Linked DNA regions of Mus musculus: regions 1, 2 and 3 are each linked to region 4. Evidence: chromatin contacts called from public ChIA-PET and HiChIP or PLAC-seq data. All regions are on one chromosome and are shown on one strand. The core of a region is the stretch at or near the end of the contact, and the rest is flanking DNA. Distances in the headings are between cores, read along the strand shown.

Evidence for each region. ChIA-PET counts read pairs in DNA pulled down with a chosen protein or histone mark. HiChIP or PLAC-seq counts read pairs in DNA pulled down with a chosen protein or histone mark.
Region 1: an RNA polymerase II ChIA-PET map of memory CD8 T cells shows a contact between it and region 4, with 35 read pairs. The contact joins two enhancer-like sites. A contact is called at or near these places in 1 of 15 datasets of contacts at CTCF or cohesin (pro-B cells), 7 of 484 Hi-C or Micro-C datasets (B cells, the C10 cell line, CD4 T cells and 2 more) and 2 of 115 datasets of contacts at active chromatin or transcription factors (large pre-B cells and memory CD8 T cells).
Region 2: an RNA polymerase II ChIA-PET map of memory CD8 T cells shows a contact between it and region 4, with 38 read pairs. The contact joins two enhancer-like sites. A contact is called at or near these places in 1 of 484 Hi-C or Micro-C datasets (epidermal suprabasal cells) and 2 of 115 datasets of contacts at active chromatin or transcription factors (embryonic fibroblasts and memory CD8 T cells).
Region 3: a contact with region 4 is called in a BATF HiChIP or PLAC-seq map of CD8 T cells, with 7 read pairs. The contact joins two enhancer-like sites. A contact is called at or near these places in 1 of 484 Hi-C or Micro-C datasets (epidermal suprabasal cells) and 2 of 115 datasets of contacts at active chromatin or transcription factors (CD8 T cells and embryonic fibroblasts).

What each region holds. Positions count from the first base shown.
Region 1 is chr16:52,179,986-52,182,886 of GRCm38.p6, reverse strand. The region is part of intron 13 of Cblb (Casitas B-lineage lymphoma b); the gene reads right to left. Among named protein-coding and RNA genes, the nearest start is that of Gm23513, 76 kb to the right of the region's middle. Within about 2 kb of position 1,481, at least 68 of the 459 cell types and tissues checked have an H3K27ac peak or open chromatin away from gene starts, as enhancers often do. A contact at or near this core is called in CD8 T cells and memory CD8 T cells, where this site is marked.
Region 2 is chr16:52,146,126-52,149,078 of GRCm38.p6, reverse strand. All of the region lies in intron 9 of Cblb (Casitas B-lineage lymphoma b), which reads right to left. Among named protein-coding and RNA genes, the nearest start is that of Gm23513, 42 kb to the right of the region's middle. Within about 2 kb of position 1,553, at least 46 of the 459 cell types and tissues checked have an H3K27ac peak or open chromatin away from gene starts, as enhancers often do. A contact at or near this core is called in memory CD8 T cells, where this site is marked.
Region 3 is chr16:52,128,282-52,130,981 of GRCm38.p6, reverse strand. All of the region lies in intron 4 of Cblb (Casitas B-lineage lymphoma b), which reads right to left. Among named protein-coding and RNA genes, the nearest start is that of Gm23513, 24 kb to the right of the region's middle. Within about 2 kb of position 1,446, at least 46 of the 459 cell types and tissues checked have an H3K27ac peak or open chromatin away from gene starts, as enhancers often do. A contact at or near this core is called in CD8 T cells, where this site is marked.
Region 4 is chr16:51,806,101-51,809,027 of GRCm38.p6, reverse strand. No RefSeq gene overlaps it. Among named protein-coding and RNA genes, the nearest start is that of Gm29686, 180 kb to the left of the region's middle. Within about 2 kb of position 1,502, at least 40 of the 459 cell types and tissues checked have an H3K27ac peak or open chromatin away from gene starts, as enhancers often do. A contact at or near this core is called in CD8 T cells and memory CD8 T cells, where this site is marked.

The sequences.
Region 1 (2,901 bases), core at 232-2,731, 370 kb before region 4:
ATCAGCAAAAGTGATAAGGATACACTGAAATCAACTGGAAACAAGAGGTTCTTTAAAGGTTCAAACTGGTCTATGGCTAATACCCATAGTTTTAAAAAAGCCATACATGAGAGAAATTTAACTATCTTGTCAACTTATAACTGTAGTGCTAGAGTTCCTCCCACTGCAACAATTAAGAACGAAACGTGTCCACAATTAGAAGCCGATCATGACAGAAATAAATCTTTGAGATGGATTGTTTTTGTAACTCATGATACCTAAGTGTAATACCTAACTGCAACGAATAAAACACTTAGCGGGATACCGTGGTGGATTTGAGCATTTTACTTGATCATTTGGGAAAATATATAAAATAAAATTGAAAAGTACTCTACTTCCTGTGTGGGTTTTAATTTAACCTTTGCTACTGCCCAAGACAACAGTCCAAAAAAAAAAATGTTAAAATGCAACTTGGCCAACAGGTAGAAAGACAGCTAGTTTGCAAGACACTAGAAAAACTCGGATCCAAGCCACTTTAATTATTATAAACTTCACGGAAAATGTTCCCCCCCCCCCAAAAAAAAAAAAAAAACACAAAACAGTGTAATGTTCCAGCACATTCGGCAGAGGGAGCAGGAGCCCTCTGGTACGTGAGGCAGTCGATGCCTATGTGGCTTTTTGTCTTTTTTCTTTTTCCATTTTCATTTCTTCTCACCACAAAGTTTCATTTTCATTTTGTATTCTTCTCTCCGAGAGCTGAGTGTCCCTGTCTGAACTTCTTGGGACTAAAACATTTTTTCAGATTATTTTTTCCCCTCAAATTTTGGAACAGTTGCAGACTTTACCAGTCGTATCCCTCATGTAATCCTCAAAAAAGCTTTGGATTTTGGAGAACTTTCTATAATGATTTCACTTTTGGGTCAGTGTGGCTGAACACCCGTTATAATAGAAAAAAATGTCAGAGGTGTTTTGTATGTGTGTGTGTGTGTGTGTGTGTGTGTGTGTGTGTGTGTGTGTGTGTGTGCATGTATGTGTGTGCTCATATTTAAAGTTTCAACTGTATTCAGAGATCACGGAAAACCTTCCCTTGGGAGTTTTCAAAAGCTTATACTTTTAGTTTGTCTTTGAAGAAGTTTTCAGTATTGATTTTTAAAGCTCTGTTTGTTAAGAGATACTTCAGGATCCAAATGTCAGTTAATGGTAACCTGAAGCTTTGTTGTAGTAGCAGAGGGGTCTCTACACAGCCCAGAACACAGGCTATGAAATTCATAAACAAACAATAGTGTTATAGTCACTCTAGTTGAATCCTAGAAGACACACCTTGCAACTAAAGGTGACAAAAGTAAAGATGTTTCAAAATGATGACTTGATGGTGTTTTAATATGGTTAGGATAGAAATAACTGTATTTTCTTGCAAACACTAAATTCTTGGAGACAGACATCAATCTCACCAACCTCTGCAAAGACCAGGACGTCTCTATAGGCAGAGGAAGTGGGCCCTGCATGTTCCCATCCTCATCCTGCTCTGCTTCCAGTCTCAGTGAACACCATCTCTATACATACCACTTAAGTAAATACTTCAGAGACAAAAGGGACCTTTGACTTAATATTCAATAACTACATCAAGAGGTGGAAGTTCAAATCTGTCTTACAGGTTACTTCAATAATTTAATGATTTCCAAGAAGCACTTCACTCTGAAGGAAGAATACTTGTTTTTAATTTGCATAACATATAGTATGTATTGGGATGTGTGTGCTCATGCCAAGGTATGGATGGAGGTCAAGGACAACTTGTGGCAATCAGTTCTTACTCTCTCCTATCTTGCCGTTCCCAGGGATTCAACTCAGGTGATCAGACCTTGTAGCAAGAAACCATCTTGTCAGTGCAAGAAATAAACAATTAAAAAAAAAAACAAACAAACCACACCTGTTGTGGTTAGCTCTGGATGCTACCCTTCATTGACAGAAGATCTTGCCTGGCTAAATACCACTCACTCTTTTGTTAGTCAGAGAGCATCTGATGTAAATATGAAAGGCAATAATTATCTATCATTTTATCAAAAACTAAGGGTTCAGTTTTAGAAGCTACTAGTTAGACATTTTATTAGGTTGAATGGATCTTGGTGAGTTATAACTAGAAGTTAAGAAAGCTATGTGCCATTTGTATTGAAATATAAAAAATACATCCTGGTATTTTTTTTAAAGATTTATTTATTGATTATATTTAAGTACACTGCAGCCATCTTCAGACACTCCAGAAGAGGGAGTCAGATCTCGTTACGGATGGTTGTGAGCCACCATGTGGTTGCTGGGATTTGAACTCTGGACCTTTGGAAGAGCAGTCGGGTGCTCTTACCCACTGAGCCATCTCACCAGCCCATCCTGGTATTTTCTACTTATCATTTTAATAAAGTCTTGTAAGAAAGTTCACTATTTTCTCTTAGGTTAATGTTTTAATATTTATTAAAATTTTATCATAAAGAACTTGTAAATAAAAAAGTCAGAGAGATCAAGCTGACCCAAAGTCTATGCATTGTATCCAAACTTTTGTATAGCCTATGAGTCAACAGGTGTCAGCATAACTAGACACAGAGTCACTGTCTGTGTGTATGTTATCTAGATGGTGGACTTAGGGACATGGAGACTCAGTCAGTCACTGGTATATCTTAAGGGAAAGATATTATTTTCATTGTGTTCCTCCAGGGTCCCGGAGGAACAAAGTAGGACAGCTATCTGGCTGGCTCCAAAGGAAAGATACCAAGCCATTTGCATCCATTTACACACATTTACACTGTTATATGACTCCACATTCCTGCTACCTCTTCCATTCTGCTGCTGTTCCTGAGTCATAGCACAGGAGGTACATTTTTCCAGGTTGCAAAACCATTATCCCCTTAACTTGAAACTCATCTGAGCCTTCCT
Region 2 (2,953 bases), core at 304-2,803, 340 kb before region 4:
TGCTTTACTATAAACAGTCTTTAAGCACGCAAATGAACACTGCAAGTTGAAACTATTACCAGAATCACCACATTGCTTGCTTGCTTGCTTGCTCTCTCTCTCTCTCTCTCTCTCTCTCGCACACACACAGACACACACACAGACACACACACCATGACACATTGTCTCTTAAACGTCTTAAGATAAGCGTTACACATGTAATTTATTTGCTTTCTGAATTATTAGTGAAGCGCTGTGACTAACAGCAACTCGCTTAGATGGCTTAGGCAGCAGTGATGGCTCTGAGGTTAAGAACATTTATTGCTCTTGCAGAAAACCAGGGTTCAGTTCTTAGCACCCACATGGTGGTTCACATTACCTGTAACTCTAGTTCTATGGGACCCAATGCCATTCTCTGGTTTCCACAGATACAGCTGTGACACACAGACAACACACAGGCACAACATTCATACACATCAAATAAAAATAAGTCTTCAAAAAGAACAGCCCACAGTAGAGTGTTGGTGTCAACTAATACTGTTCCCAAATTGTCCATTTCAGTTCTCAAATACACTGTGGTGCTGTGAGAATCCGTCTACTGAGTTAGTTAGCAGACTTAGGCTAACTTAGACTTGTTCTCCGGGAGTTTATTTTTGCTGCAGTGGGTGAGGTGGTTCCACAGGTACAGGCCCTTTCCTTCAAGCCCGCAGACTGGAACAGACAGTTGGATGCAGATAAGTGGCACCTGTCTGCAATCCCACCACTCCTGTGGACAAAATGGGAGGTGGAGACAGGAGACTGGCCAGGAATCTGAGGCCTGCTAGACTGGGCACAAATAAGAGGGTCGGTGCCTCAGCAAGGTGTAGGGAGAGGCCAGCCTCTTCAAAGGCTTCTCTGATTTACACCTCACCGTCAACCCGCCCTCCTCTCAGGCCTGGGTACTCCTCACGCCTGCTCCATTGCACTAGCTCACCAAGACTCCCAACTCCTTCAGTCCCCCTCTGAGAAAGAGACGCTCCAGTCTGTTCTATCACACTAACCCAGAAAAGAGACAGTAGAAGGCAAAGAGAGAAATGTACGTTTGAAACGGTCTTAAAAGCAAATATTGTTTTAGTTTTCGTTAAAAAGTTTCTAGAAGGTTAGACATGCGAATGTTGCTTTTAAAATAAGCCAGAATCATATCTGTTTCTCACTGAGACATACGCAGTGAGCTAGATTTTTGCCTCTCCACAGTGCTCTATTTGATCGTACGGCATTAACGCCACACTCATATTTGAATGCACTCACTGTTTTCTTACAACACTTTGGACACAGAAAAGTCTTTCCTGCAAACGTGTCTGAAGAAAAGTCTAGGGGAAAAGCCACAGAAGTTAAGTTTCCATTTCATAAAACTAGGGTTGTTGGCAGAATTCAAAGTATAGCTGCGTGGCATTGACAGTGATGGCCTTTTTTATGTGAGACATTCAAAGTTTGCTGCCTGCGTCATCTGGAAGCGCAGACGTGGTTTAGCAGAACTGCTTGTTTGCCTCTGTTTTGTCAAGAGAGACGCAGCTCCTTACCTTACCCTGTGTGCAGTGCCGCTGCTGGGTTACTGCAGTGCTTTACAGACTGTGTACACAGGAAGAAGATGCTCTCGGGACTCTGCATGGAGATGTTTTCTCTGCCTCTTAGTGACAGGTGAAAGTGAGAGGGGTGCCCGCGAGCTTTACTGATCAAGAGTGAAACAGAGAAGCCGCACCCAGAGAAACTCAGCTTCAAATGCTCCACAAAGCATATTATTTAACTTACTTGGTATTCTGGGCAAACTCTTCCGTGGTTATTCAATTTATTAAATAACACAGATGTTTCAGAAAATGAAAAAAAAAATCTGACACCTCTTTGGAGGCATGACTAATAGGCCATTATGACAGCAATTAAGGAGCACCCACTGACAGACTGTAACAGCAACCACTACTGTGCCTTTGTTAGGTTTGCTGTTAATTACATCAAATTTAAGTCCCCAATGAATTGGAGTTAAACTAAAACAGGGCATCAAATGAAAGACAATTTTAGTGAAGAACAACTTGCTAAAAATGCACTTTCTTGAACACATTATAATTTGTAGTCCAGGTTCAGTGTTCCCTGTTGGATGCTGACAGATACATCCTAACTCCTTGGGAGGCATGCATTTCCCTAAAAGCATTTTCATATCAGCACACCTAACCAAAGAACTGTAAAGGTAGAGGAAACGGTTTCATGTCCCTAATTAAAGCTGCAGGAGAAGCAGATACTCGTTTCAGGTAATTACTGGTAGTAATCCCATCTATAAAACTTCTAGCAGTGAGTTTAAAGTAGAAACTACGTCTGAACTTCCTTTCTGCTCAGAGATTGCTATAGAGACACGAGCTGCTCAAGAGATCCTCCTTAAAATAAAAGTCAAAGCAACAGGCTTGACTTCTCGGGAAGCAAATGTTGACGTGCCCAGGTTTGTTCCTATCAAAGGGTGTTGTTCAACGATAGATTTGTGCTGTGCATGATTGACCTTAAAAGCTTAACTTTTTATAAGGCTGTAACAGTGGAAAATCCCGTGAAGTAAAACTAACAGCTTTAAAGAAAAAAGGAAAAAAAAAAAAAAAGACCCTGTACTGTATCATTTTGGAACACGGGCAAAGTAAAAACACAGAGACATCTGTTACAACCTGCCTTTCTTTCAGCCCAGAGCTCCGAAACTCAGAAATCTTCCAGTAAATCTGTAAGTTTAGATTCAAGGTTTGACAATATATTACAGAAGGAAAGAAATGTTCTATAGATGTGCTCTGCTCAGGCACACACCATCAGTTAAATCCAGTGAGCCTCAAACTGACACTCCCAACAGGGGCTTGTTACTGAACGTTTTTTCACTATGTTTTAATTGAATTAAATTTGTAACACTTGCTCTTAATAAAGGAAACTTTTTTAATAACATGTCTAAAAGATCACACAATATTGCTGCTCA
Region 3 (2,700 bases), core at 197-2,696, 320 kb before region 4:
GCAGTAGCAGGCTTGCATTGGAATAGTTGAAAATATGGTTCATGATTCAGGCTCCACGGAATATGGTCACTTGATTATTCTGTGTTTGCTAGGAATCCTAGTTCATGGATATCCAGGTCATGGATATCTAAATGCATATCAAACAGAGGGCACTAGGGTCCAAGTGTTAGCCACCCTGAACTCTTTATTTGCATGCTGAAGATAGACTAATCATCAATTATCAACCGCCTCCCACCTCCCAGATGCTTTTTGTAGGGGTGAAAACACATGTTCTTTTATGTTTCTTATGAATGCAACTAGAAAGTGTCTTTCATAAGTGTAACCATCTTATAGGATTTGGTTTATTCTCTTCCTACCAATCAATATATCTTATTATATATCATACTGCAACAGTTTCAATAAGCCATGCACTGACATGCTTCAGAATTTTTGAGGACTAGTGAACAGATTTGGGGGAACATCTGTCTCTCCCTTTTAGAACTCAGCCATTCCCAGCCCTTGACCACCCTCCTTCCCAATATGAAAATCTGTAACACCCATCATTTGTTTCTTAGCAACCTTTCCTCCTTTCATCATGCCAAGTTCCTACTCATGAATAGATGGAAGGAAGAAACTATTCATACTTTAAACATTTATATTTCAGTCTTCAAAACAGGACACAAGAGCTATATGCATGTGTGAGAAAGATAGTACATGTTTCAATCTTGAGTTTTTCTTTACCATTGTCTCTGGAGAAACTGAGCAGAAATGAGCGAAAATTTCCTTGGCCTCTCTCAATCCCCATTTTCTCACTAAAGATCACATACAGTTATAACTTGAATATTCTGAATTACTATCATTATCTACAGTAGTAAATTGTTAGCACAGACTATGTCATTTAAAGGGCTTATTGTCACAGAGAATTTGGAACCTAAATTAATCTGTGGGCCTGGGGAGGGGCCAGAGAATGAGCAATTTAAATGAGTTTTTAAATGAGTGTTGATTCTGCTGGTCTCTCAGAGCCACTGATGGGCCATACCTATCACCTGGCAATGACACTAGAGGCACTTAACTATGGAAAGGCCTAACACCACCTCTGGCTTTGAGGGACATACAGAGATATCCCTCGATGATCCAAATGGGGAAAATAGAAAACTGTGCTGATGGACTGCCCAACACAAACCCAAGTGATTACAGAGTGGTGTAGGAAGTAGCCTGAAAACAAAATAGCAAGACAGGCCTGCACGAAAGCTTAGGTGTGAAGCACCATTAAAGAAGAAAGTTAAGATACTTAATACCTCAAAAGTCTTTAATCTATGTATGAAAAAAACAGGAAACCACAGAGAACTGAAGAGAGGCACCACATCAGAGGCCATTTAGGAGAAACACACGTCACACTCTGATTAAGGTTTACAAAAGGTAATGTCATAAAAGCACAAGGAAAGTATTTAGCAATCTTAGGCAGTTATTGATTAATAGACACGTGTAGATATGTAGTTAGGTCAGCTGCATTGCATGACCATGAAAGCGTTGCCTAAGAGGAAAATATTCCTTTCCCAAATTAAAGTTTCCAATACTTAGCAGACACAGAAAACTAAAGTCCTAACTTGCAGAAGGGAAAATGGTGATCAAAGAACTACTAATTTCAGAATGACATAGACACAACTTTTTTCTAGAAAAGCACAATATTATTTTATTTAAAAAGCATAAACTGTAAAGAAACTGGCCAAGTGGAAAAGTTCACTCTTTTGTGTGTGTAAAGTATAAAGTCAAAACAAAATGGTTGTAATAAGCATCTTGATGTTACCCTAAAATCATCATATCCAATATTTAACATTCATGCAGATTATAACCTACTTTGAATATCTCTGACTTTCCAGACGAAAATATATATTTCAGCTACTTCTAAAATTTTCCTCTGCCATACAACTGCAGAGCAATAATTTCCAACATAAAAAGACACATTTCCACACTAGCTGTGTAATGAGATTTGATCATAGTTCATTTGTGATAAACCCTAAGCCCCAAGTACATATTCATTAGAGCCTTAATTAAAGCTGGAAAAGAAGGCTGAGAAACCAGAGCATTATTTGGCTGGTTTATTACACCGGATCATTACTGTATCGTCCCTCCACTTTTGTGGACTCAGCAGATTCCCAGTGTAGGGGGTGGTAGGCCTGGGGGCAGACTAGCTTCATGAGGAAAGAACAGAAGAAAAATGCAAAGATCTCTTTAAAAGAAAGAAAAAAATACAGAGTTTTCGAACTCTTGCACCTTGGGTCTACTTTACAAAGTTGATTATCAATTGTCATAAGATGATGCCAGAGGAGAATATGTTGATGGCGAAATGTTTCACAGGTATCTGTGAACTTGTTTGTCTTGGCAGTGATCAAAGGCAAAGAGGGAGAAGAGAAGCAGAGACAGAGAGAAGCACAAAGTGGCCAACTTGAGCTTTGGTATCTCACAATCCCAGAAAATTTACTTTCTTTCATTTGCCTCCTGTCACTATAAATCACATTAGCTGCAGGCAGAAAACCATCAAAGTACACTCAGAAAGTATTTCATTTTTATAACATATATTTAATTTCTGTGCATATGCACACAAGTGTGTGCATCTGGAGAGTGGGGAGGCATCTGAGGACAAATTGTCATAGTTGATTTTCTCCTTCCATAATGTTGTTCATGGGGATTAAGCTTGTCTGCAGGGTCATCTTACTTGAC
Region 4 (2,927 bases), core at 253-2,752:
AGAAGCAATGAAACTGGTATAATTGTATATGTGTGTGTGTGTGTGTGTGTGTGTGTGTGTGTGTGTGTGTGTGTGTGTGTGTGTATGGATGGAATATGGCTTATCCATTCAAAATGAAATCTTTCCTGACAGTGGTGATAAGTAACCTGAAGAGATCACCTTCAGTAGCTAGACAGGACCTCTAGTGGAGGGATGGGGACCTAAAATTTTGAGGACTTTTGACGTAAAATTGGTCCTGTCTAAAAGAAATTCAGGGATAAAGACTGATCAGAAAACGAAGGAATGGCCAATCTGTGAGACCCATCCCATGGGTAGTCACAAATCTCTCACACTATTAATGAGGCTATGTTGTATGTACAGACAGGAGCCTAGTGTAGCAGCCCTCTCAGAGGCTCTACCCAGCAGCGGACTGAGACTGATGCAGACAATCACAGACAAACATTTGATGGAGGTTGGGGACCCTGATAGAAGACCTAGGGGAAGGACTTAGGGCCAGCAAGGAGAAGGCAACCCCACAAGAAGACCAACAGTGTCAACTAACCTGGACCTCTAGGAGCTCCCAGAAACTGAGGTACCAACAAAAGAGCATACATTGGATGGTCAGAGGCCCCTGACACATGTGTAGCAGAGGGCTGCCTTGTATGGCTTCAGTGGGAGCGGATATGCCTAATCCTGCAGAGACGTCATGCACCAAGGTGGGGGGATATGTGGGAGGGCTGCCCTCTCAGAGTGGAAGGGGGGTCGGGGAAAAACTCTGCAGGGGGCGGCAGGGACAGCATTTGGGATGTAATTAATTAATTAATTAATTAAAAATTAAATCTTATCATTGCAGAAAAATAAATGGGAGTGAAGAACAGTGTGTTGCTATGTTTAAAAACCTCTATCTGTAATTCTAATCTGTCAAAATTTTCCTTTTTTTGAGACCAATGAGTAATTTTAAAAAATAACCAAATTATTATTATTTCCTACTATCATATATGTACATTTCTTTTCATTCCATGGCTTATAATTCATGGCCTATTGCAATGACACCTTCAGAGCTGGAACATAAAGACAACAGTGTGAGTTTGACTCTGATACCTTAGAACAGTGACCTTCGGTACTGTAGGGACCTCGGTTTGGAGGAGGATGAGCTTGGAAACATTAGTAACAGCAAATCATCTTCAAATGGATTCTAAGGCAACTGAAGTGTACAGGGCTCCCCCACCATCCCCACACCTTTTTCCGAACTTCAACCTGATAATCAGTTCCACTGACGATGTTTCGGGGTAGCATAATTTCTTCCCCGTGCCCTATGTCGTGAGGATGCTTAGCCACCCAATCAAAACATTTTATTAAAAGGAAATATTCTCTAAACCAGCTAATATAAATCGACTCCACCGTTTATACTCAGGCTTAAAATTCCTAGAAACATCCGGTCTTCGAGCAGACAGGATATTCAATTCTCACCTGTTTCCTGTTTGTGGTTTGACCTACCTTTACTTTCGTATTCAGACTCCTAGGCTCTTCTGTATCTTGCTACATGAGCTGAGCCCTAGAAACTTCTGACGTCCTCTCAGCTGCATCCAGTTCTTCTTTCTGTTGACCTCAGTCACTGTTTTTCAGATTCATATTCCTTCCTTCACCAAGGTTCACCCACAATGGCTGAACACCTATGCCACATCTACATCTGAAATATCTTTGTTTACCAACTTTCTAAGTCACCAGTGAGCACAGCGAGACTTCATTGTCTCAAGTGTCTGTCATCTTGTTTCTAATGTTCCCATGGGCTGTTCTTTGGGGCAGAGACAATCTGTCCTTCAACATTCCAGCTTCAGAATGTACTTGCACATCTATTTAACCTTATGGAATTTGAAAGATTAGCATTCTCTTTGGTAGAGTTTCAAAAGAAAGAAACATAGTAGTATCAAGATCAGTCTGCTATGGACAGGAAAAACATTTGAAATTCCCAGGAATACAGAATATGCGTTTGAAGATTCAAAAAGCAACAGCAGTGGTTCTCAACCTGTGGGGCATGACCCTGTTGGGTATCCACCAAACCTTTCACAGGGGTTGTATGTCAGGAATCCTGCATATCAGACATTTACATTAGGACTCATAACAGTAAAAACTTAGTTATGAAGTAGCGATGAAAGTAATTTTATGGTTGTGGGTCACCACAACATGAAGCATTGCGTTAAAGGGTTGGAGCCATGGTTGAGAGGATTAAGAACCAATGATCTACAGGACCACACCCTCACAGAGAATCTACAAGTTGTGTTTTACACCTTCAGCAGGTAGCTTTCTCTTGCATCTTCTGAAACTCCCTTGCAATATATTTATCCTCAAAACGTAACATGCAGCTCATGGTTCTGGCTGGATTTCTCTATTAATTCCCTTTAACTTGTTCAATGTGTGGATTGTTCCAGAAGACAGAAAAATGGATATCAGCATTCAGGAAGGTAGAGGCAGACAGGTGTCTGTGTAGTTGAGGCTAGAATGGTATATAGTCCCAGGCCAGTAACAGCTACATAATGAGACTTTGTCTTAAAAAGCAATGGAGGGGCATGCCAGGGCAGGAAGGCAAGGGTTGGGGAACACCCTTATAGAGGCAGGAGGATTGGGGAAGGAATAGAGGGTTTCCAGAGGGGAGAGTCAGAAAGGGGATAACATTTGAAACGTAAATAAAGATAATATCTAATAAAAGAAAAAAAAAAGCAATGGGGAAAGATGTGTGTGTGTGTGGGTGTGTGTTTTGTAAAAAATGCAGACTGTGTTCTCTTGCTGAGGTAACTCGATAATTTATTGGGGAATGTTACCATAAATAACGTTTTATAGTTTTAGAATGCCTTTAGCGTAAAAAATTTGATATATTTTATAATGTCTTGCTTTTATTGCAAAATGAAAATTCTCAGCATTGTGTATATTAAATACACATTTGCCTTCAC